Linked DNA regions of Mus musculus: all the other regions are linked to region 2. The links are chromatin contacts, called in public Hi-C and promoter capture Hi-C maps. All regions are on one chromosome and are shown on one strand. Each heading gives the region's core, a stretch centred on a gene start, on an enhancer-like site or on the middle of the called end of the contact. The rest is flanking DNA. Distances are from core to core; before and after follow the strand shown. Region 1 holds the start of Fktn (fukutin). Region 2 holds the start of Zfp189 (zinc finger protein 189). Region 3 holds the start of Zcchc7 (zinc finger, CCHC domain containing 7).

The links. Promoter capture Hi-C pulls out the DNA fragments that hold promoters and counts their contacts. A called contact is a pair of places that touch in the nucleus more often than the background predicts.
Region 1: a contact with region 2 is called in a promoter capture Hi-C map of pre-B cells. The contact joins the promoter of Fktn here to the promoter of Zfp189 in region 2. A contact is called at or near these places in 2 of 39 promoter capture datasets (cranial neural crest and pre-B cells).
Region 3: a contact with region 2 is called in a Hi-C map of CD4 T cells, with 8 times the contacts expected there. The contact joins the promoter of Zcchc7 here to the promoter of Zfp189 in region 2.

Annotation. Positions count from the first base shown.
Region 1 is chr4:53,712,393-53,715,411 of GRCm38.p6, forward strand. Fktn (fukutin) reads left to right here and starts at 1,762. Exons shown (of 10, transcript NM_139309.5): 1 at 1,762-1,803.
Region 2 is chr4:49,519,503-49,522,533 of GRCm38.p6, forward strand. It overlaps Zfp189 (zinc finger protein 189), which reads left to right and starts at 1,674. Exons shown (of 3, transcript NM_145547.3): 1 at 1,674-2,093; 2 at 2,896-2,980. The coding sequence starts at 2,061. Mrpl50 (mitochondrial ribosomal protein L50) reads right to left here and starts at 1,581. Exons shown (of 2, transcript NM_178603.4): 1 at 1,460-1,581. The coding sequence starts at 1,551.
Region 3 is chr4:44,754,982-44,757,976 of GRCm38.p6, forward strand. It overlaps Zcchc7 (zinc finger, CCHC domain containing 7), which reads left to right and starts at 1,578. Exons shown (of 9, transcript NM_138590.4): 1 at 1,578-1,711.

The DNA.
Region 1 (3,019 bases), core at 512-3,011, 4.2 Mb after region 2:
TAGCAAGTTAAGGAAATAAGCATTCCCTTTGGCTCAGAGTTGGGGAGGTTAAAGTCTACCATGGGAGGGGGGACATGGCAGCAGGGGCAGGTGGCTGAGTCTACTCACATCTGGATGGACTGGACCAAGAAGCAGAGAGCATACTGAAAGGGGAGCTGGGCTGTAATCCTTAATGTCTGACCTCTCTAATGGCCCACTTCCTCCAGGGTGTCAGAATCCTACCCCTCCAAGGTTCTAAAACTGCCTGGAGACAAGGGATTCCAACAGAAGCGTCTGGGGAGCATTTCACATTCAACCCATCAACAAGGACCATCGATGTCAGCGTGCTTACCTGGTTATTGTCCAACTTCCGGTGTAAGCAGGGCTTTTACTTTGTAAGTTTATATTAAAAAGAATAAGGTTACTTGCAAGTAGAGGAAAATTTAGAAGTAAGTTTCAAAAAAAATTGCTGACAAGTTAAATCTAGGATAACCAAAAGGATTGTCAATTTTCTTTGAAGGGTGCTAAATCCCTTCCTCTAAATCCCAGTCCACTTTATAGAAACAGAAACTTGATAATGTAGATGGCACATTATGACTGTGCTTATATAGGGAAAACAGTGAGATCTAAACTTAAACTTAGCTCAAATCAGAAAACTGGCTAGAAAGCTGGCTAGTCCTCTGCCTCCTGCAAGGTTTATGCAGGATAATATTTACTATGCACTTGAAATCTATTCACTTCTAAAACCCGGGAAGTTTTTTTTTTTCCTCCTTATAATTTCCAGACATAGTTGAGCATAATAAGCATTCCTAATATCTTTTAAAATATCACCTCTTAGTACTCCAATAGGCATCAATTATATTGTGTGCATGTGTGCATGTGTGTGTGCGTGCGTGCATGTGCGTTTGCATGTGTTTAAAGACAAGAGCTCACTCTAGATCCTCTTGCCTTGGCCCCCCAAATACTTGAATTGTAGGCATGTCAGACAATAGAAATTTTTGATACAGCCACATTCCATCACAACTTTTTGAAAAATTCTGTTTTAAGACAAGCATGGCGATGCACACTTGTTATCTCAGCACTTGAGATGTGGAAGATGTGTAGGATCAGTTGAACACCATATTGGCTGAGTAGAATTTAAGGCCAGTCTGAGCTAAATGATATAGAACGGGGTGCGTAGGTAAATTATTTCATTTTTTTCTATACGCCGTTAGTAATTTTCGTAGAAAGAACGTAAAATTACAATAATTTCTTTAGTGCTTTTTAATTTTCAAAAATTCCTATCAAAATCCACATCTGCTCCTTGCCAATAACTCTTTAAATGGCTCTGCTAAAAGCAAAGATGCTAGGTGCCAGGCCCAGAAGCATCTATATTTCTTTCAAGCCCCAAACTGGAAGATCGCATCTTCTAGACCTGGATGTCAAGTAGGCACCTCAACTTCATGAGTACTTGCATCACTACATAGTGCTCTTCCCCATTCTGTCCCCAATAGCAGAATGTAGAGAGAGGAGAAGGGGGAGGAGGGAGGGAGGGAGGGAGGGAGGGAGAAAAAGAATCGTTATCCACCCTAGGTTTGCACTTTCTGCGCTCTGTCTGATGAGCCGTACACTACGGGGGACAGTTCTGTTTTTTCTCTAAACTCCAGGCAGCCTCAGGGCACTGCCGGAGGGACGGCTGATTGCAGATTTCTGATGGCCAAATAGGCCACACTAATAGGAGCGCTCGGAGAACAAAGCAACAGCCAGCGTACGCCGCTGCGCGCTTGACCGCTTCTTTGCGACAGTTGCCGTAAAGCGAGGCCTCCGCCGCAGCTCTAGAGTTAGGTAAGATGAGGGCACCGGGGCCGGGTAGCCGAGCCTGGGCGTGGGCGGGTTCCTTCAGGCACTGTCGCTGGTCTACTGGTATACCCTGAGTAGCGGTCGTCCACCTTTGGGGTACCCTCCCTACGGCGGCGGGGAGGAGTCCGAGGTCGGCCGCAGTCCGTGCACGAGCTTGCTGCCGCCGTCCCCGCTGTCCCGGCGACAGATCGTTCCCACACGCCCATGCTGTCCGTTGATCGTCCTGACCCGCGAGGGTTCGATTTTGGAGGTTCATGGAGACGCTTAAGAGGCCGGGCTGGGACAGTGACGCTTGAGCTGGTTGGCGAGAGCGGACGATGCGGGGAGACCGATCAGGTGTGAGGACCAATGCATGCCAAGGTGGCTCCGCCGGGGAGGAACTGATGCAGCCTGCTGCTGCTCTGAGTGCATCCGACGCCGTGGCATGAACTTACAGGGAAAGGAAGGGGGTTGGCAGGGCAGCCGCCCAGGGAGGGTTCCACCTGAGAAGGACTTTGATGCTGCGCCAAAGCCAAGTTCTGTGTACAGCAAGCAGCCTGCTGCAACTGCTTCGAAGAGAGGTGGTGGTTGGCTTACCAGTCGCTTTCCTCTCTTCTTAGACTCCTCAGTAGTCATTCTTAGTTCGTTTGAAGGAGTGCTCACTATGCTTAATAGTATGATGACGATGGTAATAATAATAAGTAACAATAATAATGATAAGGTGGGCGCGGTTAGCGATGCGAGATAACTGCATGTAGGAACGTTCCTGTCTTCCGTTTACATTATCAGTTGGGGAATATCGGGAAAGATTTGATAAAAATGGGGCCGGGTAGTTAAAAGCTTTAGATAAAAGTCGTCCAGAGAACTGAATTCAGATTTCATCACGATCGCCAATTTCTCAGGTAGTACAAGGCAAGCCGCTTTCTTGTATGTCTCAAGCTTTCTCGGCTATAAAGAATGATATTCCAGTCTTTCTAGTTTGAAGATTTCCATTAAGTAAAAGTCAGCCTGTGAGCCAACCATGGTAACACACACCTGTAATACCAGCACTTTGGAGGCCAAGACAAAAAAAAAAAAAAGCACTAGGAAACAGAGCTGCATAATGATCGACAGACCAGCCTTGGGTAAATGCTCTCAACCAAGCAGTTAGTCACTTGCCTCTTGAGGGAAAGGCTTTACTCACTGTCTTAGTTAGAGCTAATACTACAGTGGTGAAATACCA
Region 2 (3,031 bases), core at 424-2,923:
AAAGAATACAAAGCCTCCGCCAGTCAATAGCAATCAGAGACATTTAATAAAGAGTCAGAAGTCGAGGGCTGGAGAGCTTTGAGCTCAGAAGTTAAGAGAACTCGCTGCTCTTCCAGAGTGCAGTCCTCAGCACCCACCTCAGGCTGCTAGCTCACAATCTCTTGTAACACCAAACTCAGGGGATCTGACGCCCTCTTCTGTCCTCCGAGAGTATCAGCACACATATATTTATACATACACATATGGACATAAATAAAATAAATCCTCAATAAAATCAGTGGTTTCTCTAGAGAAATAATAAATCACCCCCCCCCAAATGATCAAGAAATCTGGTTTGTTTATAACAGCAGGAAAAAAATATTTAGGAAAAAATAACCAAGCAGGTTAAAGATCTATACTCTAAAACTCTAAACCATCCATGAAAGAAACAGAAAACACACATATAAATGAAGAGACAGTCCATGTTCAATGACTGTTCCATGTCTGCACTACTTAAATACTTAACTCAAAAAAATCGAATGGCTTTTCCCAAAGACATAAAGAGCAATCTTAAATTACGAATAGCTGCAGCAATCATGAGCAAGAAAAACATGGAAGAAATTATGCTTCAAGATTTAAAATTCTAACACAGAGCTATGATGATTGACAATAAACAAAACAAACAAACAGAACGCAAAAAGGGATGTAAAAAGGTGGGATTGGCCTGACTGCTGAAATCTCTCCTCTATGTGAATATACATCACTACATCCATTTACACCTTAAAGAACGGTTACCTGAAAAATGAACAGTTTATCACCAACTGCCCCCCTTCTCCTATGAGGACAAAGATTTGGTCTAATTAACCACTTTATCTTTAATATTTATCATATAGTAAACACTAAAATATCTGTTGAGTGAAAAAAAAAAGAAATGAACTTGGGACATCTGACACTAACCAGGGAAAGGTTAGAGTTAATACATGGGGTGAGGATTCAAACTTCTAACTTAATACGTTCGTTGTTCTCTGAGGTCCCAGCGGTTAAATTTTCAGGCCCTAAATATTATCTAAGTAATATACATAGATCCCACAGGATGCAGTGAGGAAAACTGTGGATAAGCAGTTAAGTCACGGGGCTTCTGGATCCACCATGTGCGTGCTTCTCTTCAGTGGGCCTCAGTTCCCTCCCGTGTGGAACTAAAGCGTGGGAAAGAGAGTACTGCTGGGTACACACTTAGAGACACGGAAGGCATTTAGAAACTATTTGTTGTATGCATCAGTGAAATCTGGGAAAGCGCACCGTGTTGCCGTTAGAAGCGGTCCTGCCAATCGCAGAAACGTAAGCTTTTAGCTCGGATCCCTACTCCACGCTAACTCCTGAAGGCTCAGGACCAGGGTCCCATCTTAACCCTCTGAACTCGTCCCCTCCGCTTCTGATTACTTACGTGGAACTTAGACCATTGAGAAACACTCAGATTTACCTGGATCGAGACCAAAATTCTCTACGTGTTGCCAAGGGAAGCTTCCACAGCCAGCCTCTTCTTGCTAACCGAGACACGATCAGCGCCGCCATTCTCGACAAGCAACCCAAGAGCGCCAGACGTGCCCGACTCAGCCAATCAGATGAGAGCTTACTTCAGCGGCCCCTGACGTTGCCCAGACCTATGCATTCCGGGAAATGTAGTTCGCTTGCCATTTACGGAAGAAGGCGGTGGCTCGCTCCCTGGGCATGTTGGGAGTTGTAGTTGGAGCGGTTCCGCGAAGGCTCCGGGTAACGCCTTCTGGTCCGGGGGTGGTCGGTAGTAGTGCAGCTTGACTTTGAGGCGGAGGAATTGGCAACAAGGAGGAGATATTACAGGGAGACCCTAAGGCTAGGCAGCGGGACAGAGGACTGGGTTTGGGGTTGGAGGACAGCCAGACAGAACGTCTGATATGCCCCTAGGAACTTGACCGCTCCGAGACAGAGGCAGGACCACACCAGACCCATCCGGTGAGCCCCTTCTCGCCGAGCCTTATTTCCAACAGCCATCTAGGCCTCATCAGAGCCCCAATGTCGTGTGGCTGCTATTCCTGAACGAGGCGATGGCGTCCCCAAGCCCACCGCTGGAGCCAAAGGTGAGTTGCCCTTTCAAGAGATCTCCGTTATTTCGCCACTCCCAAGACAGCAAGGCCGCGCCATCACCTCTTCCCCTGTCCCCCTCCTGGCCATTTCTACAACTCTTAAGAAAGGACCCCAGTCAACTCCTGTGTACCCCTTGCTGCGGGACATACCCCTTGCTGCAAGGTGCTTTTAGTTCACTTACAAACTCCCCAAGGCCCCTTTTTCTTTTTTCCTTTCTTTCTTTTTTTCTTTTTTTCAAGAGTAACTTGATAAATCGGCTGGGGAAAATTAAGACTGCTCCAAGTTAGATCTCATTTATGAGTTTCTCAGGTGAGGCACTTTTTTCTTTCTTTTCTTCTTTTTTTTTTTTAAATCTCGTCTGTCCTCTGCAGCTAGCACAATGTCTGAACTCAAGGTGAGTGTTTAGAAAACCTAATGGAACTGCGTCGAATTGGGTCCCAAGCTGGTGTGGGTAGAAGCTTGGGGCGAACAGTGAGGCCAGGGAACGTTGGGGTGGTCTTAAGGCTGTTAACTAAAAACAGTCGTGGTATTAGTGTGTAATAACGAAAGCAGAGAAGACCTTCAGTTTGGAAGGCGTGGATCTAGACCAGTCCAGATCCTTTTCAGTGTGAGGTGCCATGAATTGAGCACCTTTTGGAACTCTTACTTACCGTGTTCCTCCTAGTGAATGGGAGCATGGTAAAGTGACAATAACTTCTCCCACTTTCAGTGGAGAGACCACTGGAACTGACTACAGAGAGAAAACAATTCCAGCAGTGGCTGACATTTGAGGCTATGGCTATGTTTCTTACTCAGGAGGAGTGGGGTTATCTGGATCCAGCTCCGAGAAGCCTGTATAAAGATGTCATGATGGACAGCTACGGAAAGCTGGTCTCGCTGGGTAAGAATGCACGCTTTTTCTAACTAAAATATCTAATAAGGTACTAACACT
Region 3 (2,995 bases), core at 328-2,827, 4.8 Mb before region 2:
AGAAAAAGGAGAGGACATATGAGATTATGGAACACACAGAGAGCCGGGTGGCCAGCAGTCCTTTTATAGGTCCTCTAATCCCTTGCTCGGTCCCTGGGAGGAGTCTAGTGAAATCACCTGTAAGCTAACAATATACTAAGAGGAGTTATTATGGCCCTTGATTAAAAATTCAGTCTTTTAATACACACATACACACACACAAACACACACACAGCATTCCTTTGGCACATATTCCCTGAACTGTCCAAACATGTGACCTACTTCTATACCACTTTTTCTATCCCCCAAATAGGTTTTTCAATTTTGCCTTTTTATAGTGTCTTGTCCCTTTCTTTCCTAGCACATAACCATAATGCTAATCGAATTTTGTAATTATTTTCAAACTCCTAATACTGTAACAAGACCTTAAAATTCTTCTACTTTATCTGGACTTTCTAGAACAGCCTGACATTTTCCTGAAACTCTTCCCCCAACCCCCCTATAATTTAGTTTAAGTAAATATAAGCTTAGTTTTCTAATAACGTAGAAGGCTGACAGCTTGGCTCTAATATGTTCAATAAATGTTGGCAAAAAGATTTAAAATCAAACTCATCTATCAGGGATGTTGTCAGTACCTAATTCGGTATTTGTAAAGTTGCTTAGATGAACTTATGTTTGTTTGTGTTTGACTGTGACAAGGTCTTAAGTAGCTCAGGCTATCTTTGACTGCTCCACGTTGCTAAGGATGAACTTGAATTCCTTATTTTCCTTTTTCCACCTCCTCTGTACTAGGCTGCTTATGTGGTGGAACTTAAAAATGAACCCAGGGCCTTCTATGCGGTAAGCAAGCACTTTACCAACTGGGTTACACGTCCAACCTCATAATTAAAGTTTTTTTGTTTTTTTGTTTTTTCTTAAAGGTGTGACCAAGGGAACCAATGCTGGAGGCCGTGAACACCGTCTCCTAGTACCAGAAAGAACAGCATTTACTCCGTGTTGCAGGAGTGCAGCTCTTCACGGTTCACAAACAGTTAACAAGGCGGAAGCACCTCCGAGTGCACTTTACAACCTAAGGTGAGAAAAGCCGTGCGGTCACTATTCCCACTAGCGGAAAAACCAAAACCCAAACCAGACACTCTCAAAAATGCCTCTTCCCGCGCTGGCATTATCAAGGTCCCTCTCCGAAGTCACCTACTAACCCTAAATCCCCTACTAACTCTGACCTCCACCCGGAAAAGGGGCCGATTTGCTCTGCGCCACGTGTTACTACGAGGGCGTCACCCAGAGCTAGAAAAGAGACAGCCCCTGCCGACCGGACCAAGGTATCATGGGAATTGTAGTTTTCTTTCCAACACGGGAGTAAGTGAACTCGCACTTACTTTTGCCCTTCAAGTAGCTTCTATTTAGTATAACTCATAAGATAAAAATATGCACCATAATTTTTTCAGCCGAGATTTCTTTTCGAAAGGAAGGATGAAGAAAAAAAGAACAAAACCAAACACAAAGTTTATAGGCGGAGAAAACAAAGGGTTAATAAGCGTTACGCATGCGCTCGGAGGACTCGCGGGTTGGGCGGAAGGACAGCTCCCAAGAGCTCTGTTTTCCCCGGAAGTACCTTCTCCTCCCTGGAGTCCGCGCGGACGCGGCTTCCTTACCTCATTTGTCCTCGCCCCTCCCCGTTCCTCTACGCGTTTCGGTTCCTGGTTGGTGCTTCCTGGTCGCGGCCGCGGCAGTGAGTATGTGTGTGACGGACCCCGAGCTGTCCCGCGGCCGGGGGACCCCTTCCCCTCTCCGCCTCGCCCGCGGAGCTGTGGAACTAATGCGTGCCCCTCTCTGGCCTTCCCCTCCCGGTCCTTCGGGGCTCAGCGCAGTGCAGCGCAGCAAATGGCCTCTCAGCTCCGTGCCGCCCCACGCGGCTCAGTGACCGGGCTGGGGTTTGGCGGCCCGAGACCAGGGCTTGGGCAAGGCTGGGCGGCGATGGCCTTGACGGGCACGTCTTCTCTGTCGGCGTTACTCCACCGCCTCCCACGGTTCACCCGTCCTGGGGAGGTGGGCCAGTCCCGAAATGTGGAGGTCTCCCTTCGCTGAGGGGAACCTGGCCCTCAAGGATGCGTCCAGTCGGGGGCCACCTTAAGCTGGTGCTGTCAAGTAGCCGCTTCACGAGTAGACACAAAGAATCTGGGAACTATGCCCCATTCCTTATATAAAACCAGGGTATCCTAAGATGATCCTCTGCCCCCGCGCCCGCACACCCTAACAGCAGACAGTTGTAGTCAATTTTACTGTGGGGAAATCGAGGTTGGGAGTTGGCAGCCCCCAGTTCCAGCCATCACTGATTAGCTGCCGACGCTCAGAATACCTTTAGGTCGAGTTTACTGTGATTTCAAGTCTCAGGGTTGAATGAAGGAAACTTTTTTTTTTTTTTTTTTTTTTTTTTTTTGAGACAGGGTTTCTCTGTATAGTCTTGGCTGTCCTGGAACTCACTTTGTAGACCAGGCTGGCCTCGAACTCAGAAATTCGCCTACCTCTGCCTCCAGAGTGCTGGGATTAAAGGGGTGAGCCACCACGCCCGGCAGAAGGAAACTTTTAAGGGCCTTTTTTAGCCCATTGGATAATTTTTTTCCTGAGCCTGTTTTTCCCAAGTATAAAATCACCCTTAATTTAATGACTAGGCTCCCTTCAAAAGCTCTCGACTTGGTGTTGAACATTTAGACCTTAAATTGCAGCGTGTGTATTTAAGACGGTGTTGTGCTTTAGGGACAGTTAATTATTGTCATTTAGTCAGAGGATGGGGAATGATCTGAGGGAAGAATTGGAAGTGAAAATTGTATGAAAACTACACGATTAACAGTGCATGGGACAAATAGGAGAAGCACTGTTTCCAGCAGAGTCCAAAGAGTAGTTAGAAGTTAACATCAGTAAATTTAGCATGCATTTCTGACATGGAGACAAGCCCATTGTTTCTCTCTTTGATGGTCCCATTTGGATTCCTTACCTCCTTTGATTGGAAGTGACA